Regions from separate parts of the Sus scrofa genome. Here region 1 is linked to region 2. Evidence: chromatin contacts called from public promoter capture Hi-C data. All regions are on one chromosome and are shown on one strand. Each heading gives the region's core, a stretch centred on a gene start, on an enhancer-like site or on the middle of the called end of the contact. The rest is flanking DNA. Distances are from core to core; before and after follow the strand shown. Region 1 holds the start of LOC100626048 (vomeronasal type-1 receptor 4). Region 2 holds the start of LOC102158906 (protein ZNF738-like).

The links. Promoter capture Hi-C pulls out the DNA fragments that hold promoters and counts their contacts.
Region 1: a promoter capture Hi-C map of fetal liver shows a contact between it and region 2, with 5 times the contacts expected there. The contact joins the promoter of LOC100626048 here to the promoter of LOC102158906 in region 2. A contact is called at or near these places in 2 of 5 promoter capture datasets (fetal liver and liver) and 1 of 47 Hi-C or Micro-C datasets (embryonic fibroblasts).

What each region holds. Positions count from the first base shown.
Region 1 is chr6:58,014,866-58,022,024 of Sscrofa11.1, forward strand. LOC100626048 (vomeronasal type-1 receptor 4) reads right to left here and starts at 2,397. Exons shown (of 5, transcript XM_013998724.2): 1 at 1,090-2,397. It overlaps LOC100737585, which reads right to left. Exons shown (of 14, transcript XM_013998720.2): 13 at 6,994-7,159; 14 at 5,671-6,991. The coding sequence ends at 5,958.
Region 2 is chr6:57,127,786-57,134,951 of Sscrofa11.1, forward strand. LOC102158906 (protein ZNF738-like) reads right to left here and starts at 1,490. Exons shown (of 8, transcript XR_002345350.1): 1 at 1,346-1,490.

The sequences.
Region 1 (7,159 bases), core at 1,147-3,646, 890 kb after region 2:
TGGCTCACCCACTGCCCAGAAAAGCCAATTGACTGACCCCTGGGTTGTTGTAAAGGAAAATCCAGCATTAACTGCGGGGCCCTGGGGAAAAGGGAGCTCATACTCAAAAGACCTGAAATCCCTGATGGTTCTCCCGGAAAGATTTTTAAAGGTAACATTTGTGGTGAGGGAGGCAGGGCGGACATGGCTTTCTCCCCATCGGTTGGGAGTGAGGTTTGGTGGGGAGGTAAACAGGGTGGTGGTTCAGGAAACTTCATCATTGACCCACCGGTTCCAATCTGTCTACGTGCCTGTGGTCAGTGAGGAGGTACCATACTCCACCCTGGCAGGTGTCTTAGTTTCTGCATAACAACGGAAAGACAGGCATCAGATTGTTCTGTACACCCGTGAGGAGGAACAAGGACTCGGGGAACTATTGTTTCTGGCCCGCTTTTCCTTTGTTTCCACGTTCCCTCACATCCTTAAATACTTTGCTCTTGGGAACTCGAGAAGGCTTAATAGATCAAAGACTTTTTCTACAAACGGGGTAGGGGGTAGAAAAGAAATAAGGTCCTACTGTAGAGCCCAGGGAACTAGATTCAATATCCTGTAATAAACCATAATGGAAAAGAATACAAAAGAGAAGAGCTATATAACTGAGTCACTAGGCTGTACACCGGAAACGAACAGCTTTGTAAATCAGCTATACTTTAATGCAAAAAAAGAAAGAGAAATAGAGGACCAGGGGGCTTTTGCACCCAGGAGGGCCCTGCAGGGTCCTGCTGGGGTTCAATCCCCCCTTTTCTTTGATACTCCTCAATCCTGAGGGGAACAGGGGAAGGACGAGAAAAAGAATAAAGTTTTAGAGAGGTTAGTGATAAACTTGGCAGGCGAACTCGGTTTTAGGAGGGCTGGTTTCACTGACACACTGACACACTCACCAGACCGCTAGTGGTTTATCTCGTCATCCGCTTAATAACACTGACCGCCAAGGGGCCTATTACTAAAGCCAAGACCTCCCCAGTGACTGAACCCAAAGAAAGCCCCAGAAGGCCTCTCACTGGCCTCACAGGCCCCTCACTCTGGACACACGTGCAGACGCTGACCCACCTGATGCTGGGATTCTCAAGACTCCGGGCAGCTACCAAAGACTGAAATCGCTTCCAAAATGATTCCCATGCCAAATGATTTCCTGTGCTGTGGCGCCCAAGCCCCCTCTCTCCCTGTCGCTAGGGACGCTTCTGGTCCGGTGCGTCCTCAGACGGTTTCGGGGTGCTGGAGTTCGGGGCTCGCGCCCACCTCTATGACGTAACGTGACCACGCCCATCTCAGCGATCATGGCGGAAGCGGTACCTATGGAGGCTACGGCTCGGAACAGGAGTTGAAATCACTTTTGGCCACCTCCTCGCCTTTCCCTCCTCATTGTTGATCAGCAGCACTTTGATGAATGATCTTTTAAAGGCTGGACCCTATCCAAGGCCGTGGCGGCGCAGGCCGGAGTCTGTTTCGTCTTTTGGACAAAACGGAGAGATGGCGGCGCCCGCGCGCAGTGATGAGAAAGCATCATGGAGGCGGCCATTTTACAGGAAGTACAGTTCCGTACGGCAGAGAGCAGCCCCAACCCCGCTGCCAAGAGCCAGTGTTAAGACGAGCCGTTGGCCCATCATCGAAGTTTGCAGGAGCCGACACAAGTTGTAAAAGCAGCGACCAGACAGTGTGAAAAAACGCTTGTGACTTTAAGTCCTGGTGAAATTTGGCAATGAAGTAGAGCGGGGACGGGGATGAGTACCGCAAGTCTCAACAGGTCTGTTGGTTACAGACCTATTGAGGGGTGGGGCGATGCTGAGACTCTGACTTTGTGAAGAGCAAGGGCCACAGGCCTGGGAATGTGGCTACCTCTCTAGGGAAAGGGGAGGAGTGAAGCTTCAAATATATGCAAATATTTCCTTAAAAAAATAAGGGGTATTTCAGAGTAATTAAGAGATGGCCATGCTATTAGATTGGCATCATTCTCAAAATAAACACATTTAAGAAACATTAGCCGTCATTTGATGCATCCAAGGGGGTAGTAGAGGATATAATCTATAAGTCCTTTTTATTTTTTGTTTTGTTTTTGTACTTCCTTTCTAGAGGTCAATTTAGAATTATAATTTAAATTTTTCATTCTTGTTGGTCTAGATAGTCCAATGTTAAGAATCTTTGTCAAAAGCAAACTTTCTATATTAACCACAAAAAATTTTGGTGAAATTTTTTAAAACTAGGAATAACCTGAATGTTCAATCAGCAGATGAATAGTACGGTAATTTAAACACATCCTTTCAGCAGAGCAGTCTATAGCCGTCAAAAAGCCAATTAGGGAGTTCCTGTTGTGTGGCTCAGACCCTCACTAGTATCCATGAGAGTGCTGGTTCCATCCCTGGCCTCCCTTGGTGGGTTAGGATCCAGCGTTGCCAAGAGCTGTGGCGTAGGTCACAGACAGACTTGGATCTGGCATGGCTGTGGCTGTGGTGTAGGCTGGCAGCTGCAGCTCTGAATCAGCCCCTAGCCTGGGACCCTCCATATGCTGCCTGTGTGGCTCTAAAGAGGAAAAAAAAAATTTTTTTAATAAATTTCTCCTAGGCAGGAAGCATGTCATAGACAATCATAGAAATAGTCCTGAAATATTCTCTGATTTCAATTTTTTTTTTTTTTTTTTTTGTCTTTTTGCCTTTTCTTGGCCCGCTCCCATGGCATGTGGAGGTTCCCAGGCTAGGGGTCGAATCGGAGCTGTAGCCGCCAGCCTACGCCAGAGCCATAGCAACATGGGATCCGAGCCGCATCTGCGACCTACACCACAGCTCATGGCAACGCCGGATTCTTAACCCACTGAGCAAGGCCAGGGATCGAACCCGCAACCTCATGGTTCCTGGTCGGATTTGTTAACCACTGAGCCACAACGGGAAGTCCTGGTTTCAAATATTATGATGGGTGAGTCCCTCAGTACTTCCGTCTTGGCCCAGATTATATCCTGAAAAGCCCTTCCTTGAGGAGAGGGAAATCTCCTCCGTTCCTACCTAGAGATTACCCTAAATTTCTATCTATTCCTAGATTTTATTTCTCCTCATAGCTTTTATCATTTCCTGGACATTTTAGGATCTACTTACTCTTGTTTTCCTTCACTGGATTGTACGGACCACCATAAAAGCTGTTCCCCTGCCTGTTCACTGATGTTGCCTCGATGTGTGACTCAGTGACTTGCGCAGTGATGGTGCATTAAAATATTCCTGGAGGAGTACATCACCCACAGCCAGGATTTCAACTGAATTCTGGGTTGGCCATAGCATGGCAAATTCCCGTTTCCTTTCCTATGGATGGGACTCACTGTAGCTGGGATCTCACGTCCTCATGGGATCACGGGAAAGAAAAAGGGGTACAGGAGAGAGCGAAGACCCCACTTCGAGGCCAGTAGGAAGAAATGAATTCAACAGAAGTCACCTGTCTCAATGCAGCCGGTCACAGAGGAGCCGGGATCCTTAAACGGCAACTCTTCACAGATGTTAGGCCTGTGGACAAAATTCAGGTTTCATCTCCAAGACATTCCAGAAAGATCTCACCTCCTCCAGCTCTCCACCGTTCTCAAAGACTAAGGCTCTGGTTTTGCTTTGGCTTTATTTATGCTAGGCATCATTGTCCTTGTCTGCTTTGTCTCTTTATCATCAGTTAAAGCTCTCTGACACCAAACAGGTTGCACTGTCAATTCTGGGCTTTAGAATTGTCTTTCCCTCCAGTGGCTGAAGACACGCTGATGGGCCCATGCGTTTATTCATTCCCTCTCCAGTATATATGATAACGGTTTGGGTTTTTTCTTTTATCCACTGTGGGCTGGGAAATACAAAACCTTGGAAACCATCATTCTCCAGGATAACTTTCTGGTACAATGGAAATTCGGGTAGAGAATTCTCCCACTGTCTCATCATTTCGCTCATTGTCTGTGCTGCCCAATTCTGCAGCCACTGTTGAGCACTTGAAATCGGACTACTGCAACTGGGGAACTGACTTTTTCACTGGTGTTCAATGTTTTTAAATGTTAAAATTTCAGTAAAGTTGTTAAATGAAGGAATTTATAATCGCCTTATGGCGATAACAAATAGGCATTTTAAAAAGAACTTTTTGGAAGTTCCCATCATGGCTCAGTGGAAACGACTGACTAGTATCCACGAGGACGCAGGTTCAATCCCTGACCTCACTCAGTGGGTTAAGGATAGTGTTGCCATGAGCTGTGGTGTAGGTCAGAGATGCAGCTCAGATCCCACACGCTGTGGCGTAGACCAGCAGCTACAGCTCTGATTTGACCCCTAGCCTGGGAAGCTCCATTTGTCCCAGGTGCAGCCCTAAAAAAGACTATAAATTAATCAATCTTCTTAGAGCTCCCTTGTGGCGCAAAGGGCTAAGGATCTGGCACGGTCACTGCAGTGGCTCAGGTCGCTGCTGTGTCTCAGGTTTGAGCTCCCACACTGCCCAGACGCACTTCTTTGTGTTCTATCCTGCTTAAATACCATTATTAAGAGCCCTTCCCCAATCCCCCAAATAATATGCTCCTTCAACGATAAATTGTGGAGTTTCCCATTGTGGCTCAGTGGGTTAAGGACCCGACACTGTCTCTGTGAGGATGTAGGTTTGATCCCTGGCATCACTCAGTGGGTTAAGAATCTGGCATTGCCGCAAGCTGCAGCAGAGGTCGCAGGTATGGCTCAGATCTGGTGTTGCGGTGGTTGGAGCATAGGCCACAGCTGCAGCTCCAATTCGGCCCCTGGCCCAGGAACTTCCATATGCTGCAGGTGTAGCCAGAAAAAGAAAATAATAATAATAATAATAAAATTGTCATATTCCCTTGAACTAATTACTCCACATCCATTTCACTTAAATACTTACATGCTCTAATTAAATTAGCTTGAGTGTAGAGACACCAGCTACCTCAGTGGTCTCTCCAGGAGACCAGGAGCTTTCTCTGTTTGGACCACCACGATATCCTTAGCTTCTGGAACAGAACCAAGTACCAAGTATAGAAATGTTTTTTCTGTAAATAAACAAACTGACTGCTGTTTCCGAAGTTCCATATACAAACTTATGCAAGTTTAAGGAAGCAGCTCCATTTCCAATTAACCCTTCGCTTTGGCCTGGGGAAACTGATCTATACACCCTCACAGCCCACCAATCCAGTATCAGCTCTCTTGTGGTTTTTCACTCACAGCAACCTCCCACATACAAATCACATTGTTTAAAAACACCTTGTGCGTTCCCGCTGTGGCACAGCAGAAACGAATCCGACCAGGACCCATGAGAATGTGAGTCTGATCGCTAGCCTCACTCAGTGGGTTGGGGATCCAGCGTTGCCGTGAGCTGTGTGTCCACATCGCAGGCACGGCTTGGATCCCATGTGGCTGTGGCTGTGGCTGTGGCACAGGCCAGCAGCTGAAGTTCTGATCGGACCCCTAGCCTGGGAACGTCATATGCTGTGGGTGTGGACCTAAAAAAAAAAAAACACAAGAAAAAAAACTTCACCTTGGAGTTCTCTGGTGGCTTAGCAGGTTAAGGACTGTCACTGCTGTGGCTCTGGCTACTATCGTGGCACCAATCTGACCCTTGGCCCAGGAACTTCTGCATGCCATGGGTGTGTGTGTGGGGGGAAGCAGAAACAAAAAACAAACCAAAAAAACTCTTCACCTTTATTCCTCCACCTAGTTCAACTGGGGCATCCTCATTTATTTAATTTGACACAATACAGCAACTGATGTGTGTGGGTTCACAGCAGATTATGCTTCTGTATCAATATGTGATCAACAGGTTTCAATCAATGCACATGTTTACTAGGATGAGTGTACAACACACGTTCCCCATCTCATCATTTACACAATTTCTCTCAGTATATACTTTTCAGCCACACACGAGCTACAGGTTTGTGCTCGGTCCCTTTCCTCAGAGAATGTCTGAGTTTCTTCCTACTGGTTCTCTGTGACATAAAATAAAATATAATTGACCACTGAAGGCACAACCACATTCACCGCACTCACGAGATTTCTGTCCTGGGCAAAGCCTCTGTTATCCGCGGCAGGGGCGCATCTGGCCACAGGCTGTCCCACCAGGACCACATTCCGACTCGCCAGGAGCCCGCTGATGTGGACAGACGGCTGAGGGGCCAGGGGAGGCAGGCGCATTGTCACCGTATTGAGGCTTTTCTCCTGGAGGACCACGCTGCTCTGGGATGCCCTGTGACCCCCTGCGGGGCCATGTTCCACCTTGACCGAGTGAGTTTTCTGGTGCTTGTTGAGGACCGACTTCCCTCTGAATGACTTCCCGCAGTCGCTGCATCGATAGGGTTTCTCCCCCGTGTGGATTCTCTGGTGGATGACGAGCTGAGGCTTCTCGATGAAGGCTTTTCCGCAGTCACGGCATTCAAAGGGTTTCTCTCCTGTGTGAGTCCTCTGATGCTTGATGAGACCCGTCTTCTGGGAAAGCGTTTTTCCGCACTCGCCGCACACGAAGGGCGTCGTTCCCGTGTGAAATCGCTGGTGCGCCGTGAGGCACGTCTTCTGGCTGAAGCCTTTCCCACATTCGTTGCATATGTAGGGTTTCTCGCCAGTGTGAATCCGCTGATGGACCATGAGATTCCCCTTCTGGATGAAGCCCTTGCCACAGTCACTGCATACGAATGGTTTCTCCCCCGTGTGGGTTTTCTGATGTACGTTGAGCCCTGATTTCTTGAGAAAGGCCTTGCCACATTCCGTGCATTCATAAGGCTTCTCCCCTGTGTGGGTTCTCTGATGCTCAGTGAGCTTGAACTTCCTGAAGAAGGCTTTCCCACACAGATTGCACCGGTGGGGCTTCTCTCCTGTATGGAGATTCTGGTGATCGGTGAGCCAAGACTTCTTGATGAACGTTTTCCCGCACTGACCGCACACGTGAGATTTCTTGATTTTCTGAGTTTTCTGATGCTTGTTGAATGGGGGCTTAGTGCTGATGAGGTTTTGACTTTCGGGAATTTCATCTCAGGGCGAAGTTGTTCACTGTGAGCATGGAGACAGGGTGTCCCATCTCCAGTTAGCTCAGCGGGTTTCTTTGTTTCACAGCTCCTGCTCTGGGGAGGGAGAGGTAAAGCTGACTTCATACTGTTTCCATGGATGTCAGATGTATCATGATTTGG
Region 2 (7,166 bases), core at 240-2,739:
CCAGCGGAAGTGAATTTGACTAGCATCCATGAAGGTGAAGGATCGATCCCAGGCCTCACTCAGTGGGTTAAGGATCCAGCATTGCGGTGAGCTGTGGTGTCGGCTGCAGACACAGCTGAGATCTCACATTGCTGTGGCTGTGGCAGTAGGCCAGTGGCTACAGCTCCAATTCGACCCCTAGCCTGGGAACCTCCATTTGCCATGGATGCTGCCCTAAAAAAAGAAAATAATGGAAAAGACTATTTCTTTCAAAAATGTATATGTATGTATAGCTGAATCATTTTGCAGTACAGCAGAAATTAACACAACACTGTAAATCAACAATACTTCCATAAAATATATTTTAAAAAATAAAGGCGGTTTTAAAAAGCACCATGTGGGGGAGCTCCCCTGTGGACTAGTGGTTAGGACTGACTGCTCAACCTGAGGTTCAATCCCTGGTTTGGGAACTGAGATCCCACAACAAGCAGCTACATACGTGATAACCAATCAGTTGCATTATCTGATGACAGAAATTCTTCCCCCATTTCTTGGAAGGGAAGAGAATGACCTGGAACAGACTGAGCTAAGTCTCCGCCCTCCAGAGGCATTTGGGTTGCAAATGAAGTCATCATCTGAAGCAATTATTCGAAAATGGAGATCTCTCAAATACCGACTGTTGCAACGGTCATTCTCTTCTGCGTACTTGTAAGAAGTAAACAAATTTTAAATAAATTAGCTTACAGAGACCCTAGTTAGTTCGTCACAGCTTAATTCTCCAGATTTAATCAACTCGATACTGATGACCCTGGATTTGGGTTCCCCCCTCTCCCCACCATTATGTGCTTGGTTCTCTATATACGTCTCTCTGGGTCCTTCTGCTTCTCTCCTTTGTTTCTACTCTTCATTCTGTCTCCCTCCCTCTCTAGTCCTCCTCCTCCAGCAGACTGTGTGGTCCCAATCTGTTTCCATCCCTGTCGCTGTTTCTCCCCACAGGTTCTGACGTCTCACTCACTGCATATATATCTACCTCTGTATCCCTCTCTGCTCTCCCTGGAAGGAGAAGTCGGGCGCTTACGCATCTCCCGAGTGAGGTCGTTACAGGGTGGAACTGGGCGGAGGGGTGGGGGTGGGGGCTGCTGAATCGGCAGTCAGACAAAGGTTTGAGAAAGGGTCCAGAAGCAAACAGGCCGCCCGAGGTGAGTTTCTATACGGACCGAAGGCAGAACACCGGGGCCGGCCTGCGCGGGAGTGATTTTTACCAGCGTCAGACCCAGACTCCCGACACACGAAGTCTTCCGGCGTCGCCGCGAGAGCCGAAAAGGGAGGAACCTAAGCGCCGGCGCCTTCAGGGAATATAACTTACCGAGAGACCCCGCAAGCTGGGTGTGGAGAAGCAGGGCCTGCGCATAGCGCGGTAACGAACCAAAATTCCGAGACGCACACGCCCCCGTGCGCCCGTCGTTTCTCAGGAACCGCTTCCGGGTCTAAGCGACCCGCGCGTGCGCACCAGGGCAGGGCCGCCAGGGGCGCGTCTGGGTCGTTGGCAGGGCGGGGCAGCGAGGTTGCTGGTGGGCGGCAGGTCTGGCCTTTTTCTCTCGGAGAGGCTCTGCTTCTCTGCTTTGGATCCTGTGAATGGGTCTCGTGTCCTTTAGAACCAGGCCATGTGCAGAATTAGAGACGCGCGGGCCACTAATGTTGGAACCGGAGAGTTGAGAACGGTTTGGCTGAAAACACCGAGCGGAGAAGACGCGGATGCTCGGAGCCGCGAGGCTGCGACCAGGGGGACCGCTGGGACCTGGGGGCGCGGCACGAAGTTGGGGGGCGGGGCTGGATCCGGGAATTTCTGAGACACGGGGCAGTTGTGGCTCCTTATTTAATGAAGCGAAAGCCTCAATTTTAGAGTGGCTGATGGAAATCCGAGCGTGGCAGGAAGTGCAAAATTGTTTCTGTGCGGAATTTGCAATGTTATACTCCTTTTCTTCAGAACATAACTTTCCCTTCTGTTCCCCATACACTTGGAGGCATAAGAAATCACTGGGAAAACTTTCAACCCCAAACCTGTCATTGTCTGAGGAACTCCTTTGGAGACACGAGCAAGCAATTGACTACAGTCAGGCTTTTGAGAATACCGCTATTAAATAATGCAAACATTTTAATTTTTCTTTACCCTTTGACCTGTATCTCGTCACAGTATATGACGAATAAGACCATTTATTGTCATTGTGATAGGAATTTCCATTTCCCAAATACCAACATCTCTGCTGTAGGTTTTGCTGCTTATTAACTTCTCATATGCACTATGGTATGTTTCTCAATTTTTAATGTCACTGATCTCTCTCAATCAGAAATGTCTCCTACGGATAGCCGCGCCCTCTTCTCTTGTGGCTGTTCTTTTTCTTTATTCTGTATGATTTTTCTGTAACATTGCAGGCTTCAGAAACTGAGTGTCGGAGTTCCCTTGTGGCACAGTGGGTTAAGCAGTGGCATTGTCACCGCTGTGGCCGGAACCGCTGCTGTGGCGCTTGGTTCCATCCCGAGCCCAGGAAATTCCACGTGCCTTAGGCACAACCAAACAACAACAAAACACACACAAAATTGAGTGCCTATATCAGGAACAGATTAAGTTTATAAATTAGCTTTGAAAACTGACCTCATCATAATGTTGAGGGTTTTTTTACCCAGGATATGATGTGGTTTTCCATTTGTTTATACATATTGCATATATTTCAGGAATGTTTATAGTTTTTCTCACATAAGTTTTACAAGTTTTTATTAGATTTACTCACAATTGGTTTATTTCATTTCAGGTTATGCTTTTCTAATTATAGTTCTCTGCACTGTAACTTGTAAATGATTGGGTTTTGTACCTACAAACGCTGTTTTTTAAATATTTATATTCTATGATCTCCCTGGTTTATTTGTTGTAGGTTTTCTATCTTTTGTGTTTCCAGATGTTTGATTCATCACGTATGCATCATCTTCAAGCATAGTGTTATGTCTGTCTTTCCAATTCCCATGCCAGTTGAAATTGCCCTGGCCAAACTTCCAACACAATGAGAAATGAATGGGACAGGTGATCTTATGGGTTTTGTTTTTGTTTTTGGCTGCGCCTGTGGCGTGCGCAAGTCCCCAGGCCAGGGATCTAACCAGAGCCACCACAGTAACAATGCCAAATCCTCAAGCTCTAGGCCATCAAGGAAATCACAAGTATCACAGTTTAATATTGATCATCCATATCCAAACAACACACCACCTACCTGGATCCATCTTGCATTACTCTGCAATCCACCTGCATTACAATGTGTTTCCATTTCATTCTGTTTATCTCCCTACTTCTGTCTCTTTTTGTTCCTCTCTGCTCGCCTGCTATTTCTGCCCTATTTCTTCCTTCACACCTGTCCTGCCTCACTCTGCAACGTTTCTCCTCTAGTTGCTCTTGCTCCCAACCTTTCTGATTGTCCGAAATGTCCCTATGTGTCTGCCTTTTCCTACCTCCCTCTCTAGTCCCCTTTTGCCTTTCGGGTTACACCCCTTCTATCCCAGTTACACTTCCTCCCTCCTCACTCTTTGGCACCCCAGGTGGCTATGCTTCCTGCTCTCTTCCTTCCTTTGCTCTCATTATCAGTTCTTCTCGTTCTCTCCAGCACTATGTTCCGTTGGCCATTTTCCAGCGAGGTGGGAATGTGGGACAGAACGCTGGGTGTCATACATCTGGCCCAGGTCACCTCCCCCTACACGAGGTGTAGGGAAGGTGAGGGGTGGCCTGCGGAGCCGCGAGGACAGAGGGGCTGCAGGGATGGTGTCTCAAGAGAGGGCGGGCTCCAGAATCCCAGGACCAAGGCGAGGACGAGGCCTCTCCAGGGAGCCAGGCGGCTGGAGCTGCCTCCCGGGTCGAGGTGGGGGCGCAGGTTCTCTTCGCCCAGAGGACTACATGGGCCAGGGAGCAGTTTTAAGCAGGAAAATGTCCAAAAGGCGGCCTCTACATGGACCCAACGCATTAAAGCCAAGGGCAGGGACCCGCCTAAGAGCAATTTTAAACACAAAAGGGAATGCTTGGATTTATTTGAGGCGGAGAGCTGGTACGGGGGTTATCGTAATTTATTTTTTTCCCGAGCCAGGGAAGCCGCGGCAACCCCGCATCCTTAACCCACTGGGCGGTGCTGGGGGTCAAACCCGAGCCGCTACAGAGTCAACACCGGATCCTTAACCCGCTGCACCACAGGGGGAGCTCCTCGGTATGGGGATTTTTTTTTTTTTTTTTTTTTTTTTTGTCTTTTTTGCTATTTCTTGGGCCGCTCCCGTGGCATACGGAGGTTCCCAGGCTAGGGGTCGAATAGGAGCTGTAGCCACTAGCCTGCGCCAGAGCCACAGCAACGCGGGATCCGAGCCGCGTCTGCAACCTACACCACAGCTCATGGCAACGCCGGATCGTTAACCCACTGAGCAAGGGCAGGGACTGAACCCGCAACCTCATGGTTCCTAGTCGGATTCGTTAACCCCTCCGCCACGACGGGAACTCCGGGTATGGGATTTTAGAGTCAGTAGTCACACGGAAATCCTGCTGAGGAGTAAACAGACGGAGAAGCACAGACTTACAATAGAAAGAAACTTACACGCCCCGGTGTGACCTCTGCCCCACACCTTCCGCCTCCGGTAGAGAACTGCGCCTGCGCAGCGTGAGTGGGCGGTGCCCGGGGTGGGGCCTGGGCGGAGCGATACTTCGAGGGGCGGGGCGTGGAGGTTCCTCGGAGCTGCGCAGGGAGCGCGGGAGGGCGGAGCGAGCAGTGGGACCCGCGTCTCTATGCTAAGCTCCAAAGGTGTTGAAAGTGCCTCAGTGGCTTTTTCAGTGACCAGGAAGCTAAGAGATCCCTGCCACACCATAGCTACTCGATTTAAAATATCCTTTTAATTTTATGGCCACACACCCTCAGCATATGTAAGTTCCCCGGACGAGGAACTGAATCTGAGCAATAGCTGTGACCTACGCCAAAGCCATGGCAATGCCAGATTCTAAACCCGGGTCGGGATTGAAGCCGCTGTGCAGTTGGGATACTTAACCCACTGCGCCACAGTGGAACTCCATTTTTAATTTTATTTAATATTATTTTTATTTATTTATTTAGTCTTTTTAGGGCCTCACAGGTGGCATATGGAGGTTCCCAGGCTAGGGGGGTCCAATTGAAGCTACGACTGCCGGCCTACACCACAACCACAGCAATGCGGGATCCGAGCTGTGTCTGTGACCTACACCACAGCTCAAGGCAATGCTGGATCCTTAACCCACTGAGGGGGGCCAGGGATCAAACCCACAACCTCATGGTTCCTAGTCGGATGCGTTTCCGCTGTGCCAGACCGGAACTCCCATTTTATTTTATTTTATTTTTTTGTCTTTGTTGTTGTTGCTATTTCTTGGGCCGCTCCCGCGGCATATGGAGGTTCCCAGGCCAGGGGTCGAATCGGAGCTGTAGCCACCAGCCTACGCCAGAGCCACAGCAACGCGGGATCCGAGCCGCGTCTGCAACCTACACCACAGCTCACGGCAACGCCGGATCGTTAACCCACTGAGCAAGGCCAGGGACCAAACCCGCAACCTCATGGTTCCTAGTCGCATTCGTTTACCACTGTGCCACGACGGGAACTCCCGGAACTCCCATTTTAAATTTTAAGTGCATTCCCTTACTCAATGATCAAAGCAAATGGGCAACTTATGTTTCATACGCCACAAAACAGGCTACACTGGTTAGTAAAGTTTCATGTGAACCATGTATAAGCCAGAATGACTTCCCGGTACATCAATGAGTGAAGATATTTCCATGATTTTCCCTTTTAATTACAAATCTTTTGAAAGACCAAATGTTTGCCCCTCAACACCAGGGTGCCACCACCTGCCCTTGGTTTATAATGTTCCTCAGTGCTGTGCCTACTTTTTTTTTTTTTTGGTCACACTCTCAGCATGCGGAAGGTCTCTGGCCAGGGATCGAACCTGAGCCACAACAGTGACAATGCCAACTCCTTAACTGCTAGGCTATCAGGGAACTCCTTTTTTTTTTGGCCTAATTTTTTTTCTATATATTTGCCCACTATTGCAAGTTGGAGGAGCCATTGAGCCACAATGGGAACTCCTATAATAATCTCTTTAGGGAGTTCCCGTCGCGGCAGCAGCGAATCCGACTAGGAACCATGAGGTTTCAGGTTCGATCCCTGGCCTTTCTCAGTGGGTTAAGGATCCAGCATTGCCGTGAGCTGTGGTGTAGGTCGCAGACGCGGCTCGGATCTGGCATTGCTGTGGCTCTGGTGTAGGCTGGTGCCTACAGTTCTGATTCAGCCCCCAGCCAGGGAACCTCCATATGCTGCAGGCATGGCCCTAAAAGGACAAAAGACAAAAAATAATAATAATAATCTCTTTAAAACAAAATGAGCTATGAGTTCCCTTGTGGCACAGCTGGTTAAGGATCTTATTATTGAAGCAGCTTGGGTTGCTGCTGTGGCACAGGTTTGATCCCTGGTCCAGGAACTTCCACATGCCTTGGGTGAGCCCAAAATTAGGAAATAAATAAGAGTTCCCATCGTGGCTCAGGGCTTAATGAATCTACCATCCATGAGGACACAGGTTTGATCCCTGGCCTTGCTCAGTGGGTTAAGGATCAGTGTTGCCATGAGCTGTGGCTTGGATCCTGCATTTCCGTGGCTGTGGTGTAGGCAATAAATAAATAAATAAATAAATAAAATCTGGGCTAAAGATTCCAATTGAAAGCAAGTATTAACTTTTTTTATTTTTAATATTTTTTATTTTATTTTTTTGGCCGTAGCGTGCAGTGACTTAATGTGGGATCTCAGTCCCCAAACCAGGGATCAAACCCAAACAGCAATAGTGAAAGCACCAAATCCTAACCACTGGGCCACCAGGGAACTCCCCTCAAATGGATTTTTTAAAACACAGAAAACAATTTGTTTCTCATGTGAAATACACACCAAAAATTAAAGTACACCAAGTAAAAGCATGGAGGAACTCCCTGGATGGTGCAATGGGATCGGAGGTGTTTCTGCAGTGCCAGGATGCAGGTTTGATCCCTGTTGTGCAGGCTGAAAATGTGGTTCAGTTCCCTGGCCTGGAAACTCCATATACCACAGGGCAGCCAAAAAAGGAAAAACAAAACAAAACCTAAAAAAAAAAAAAAGAGGTG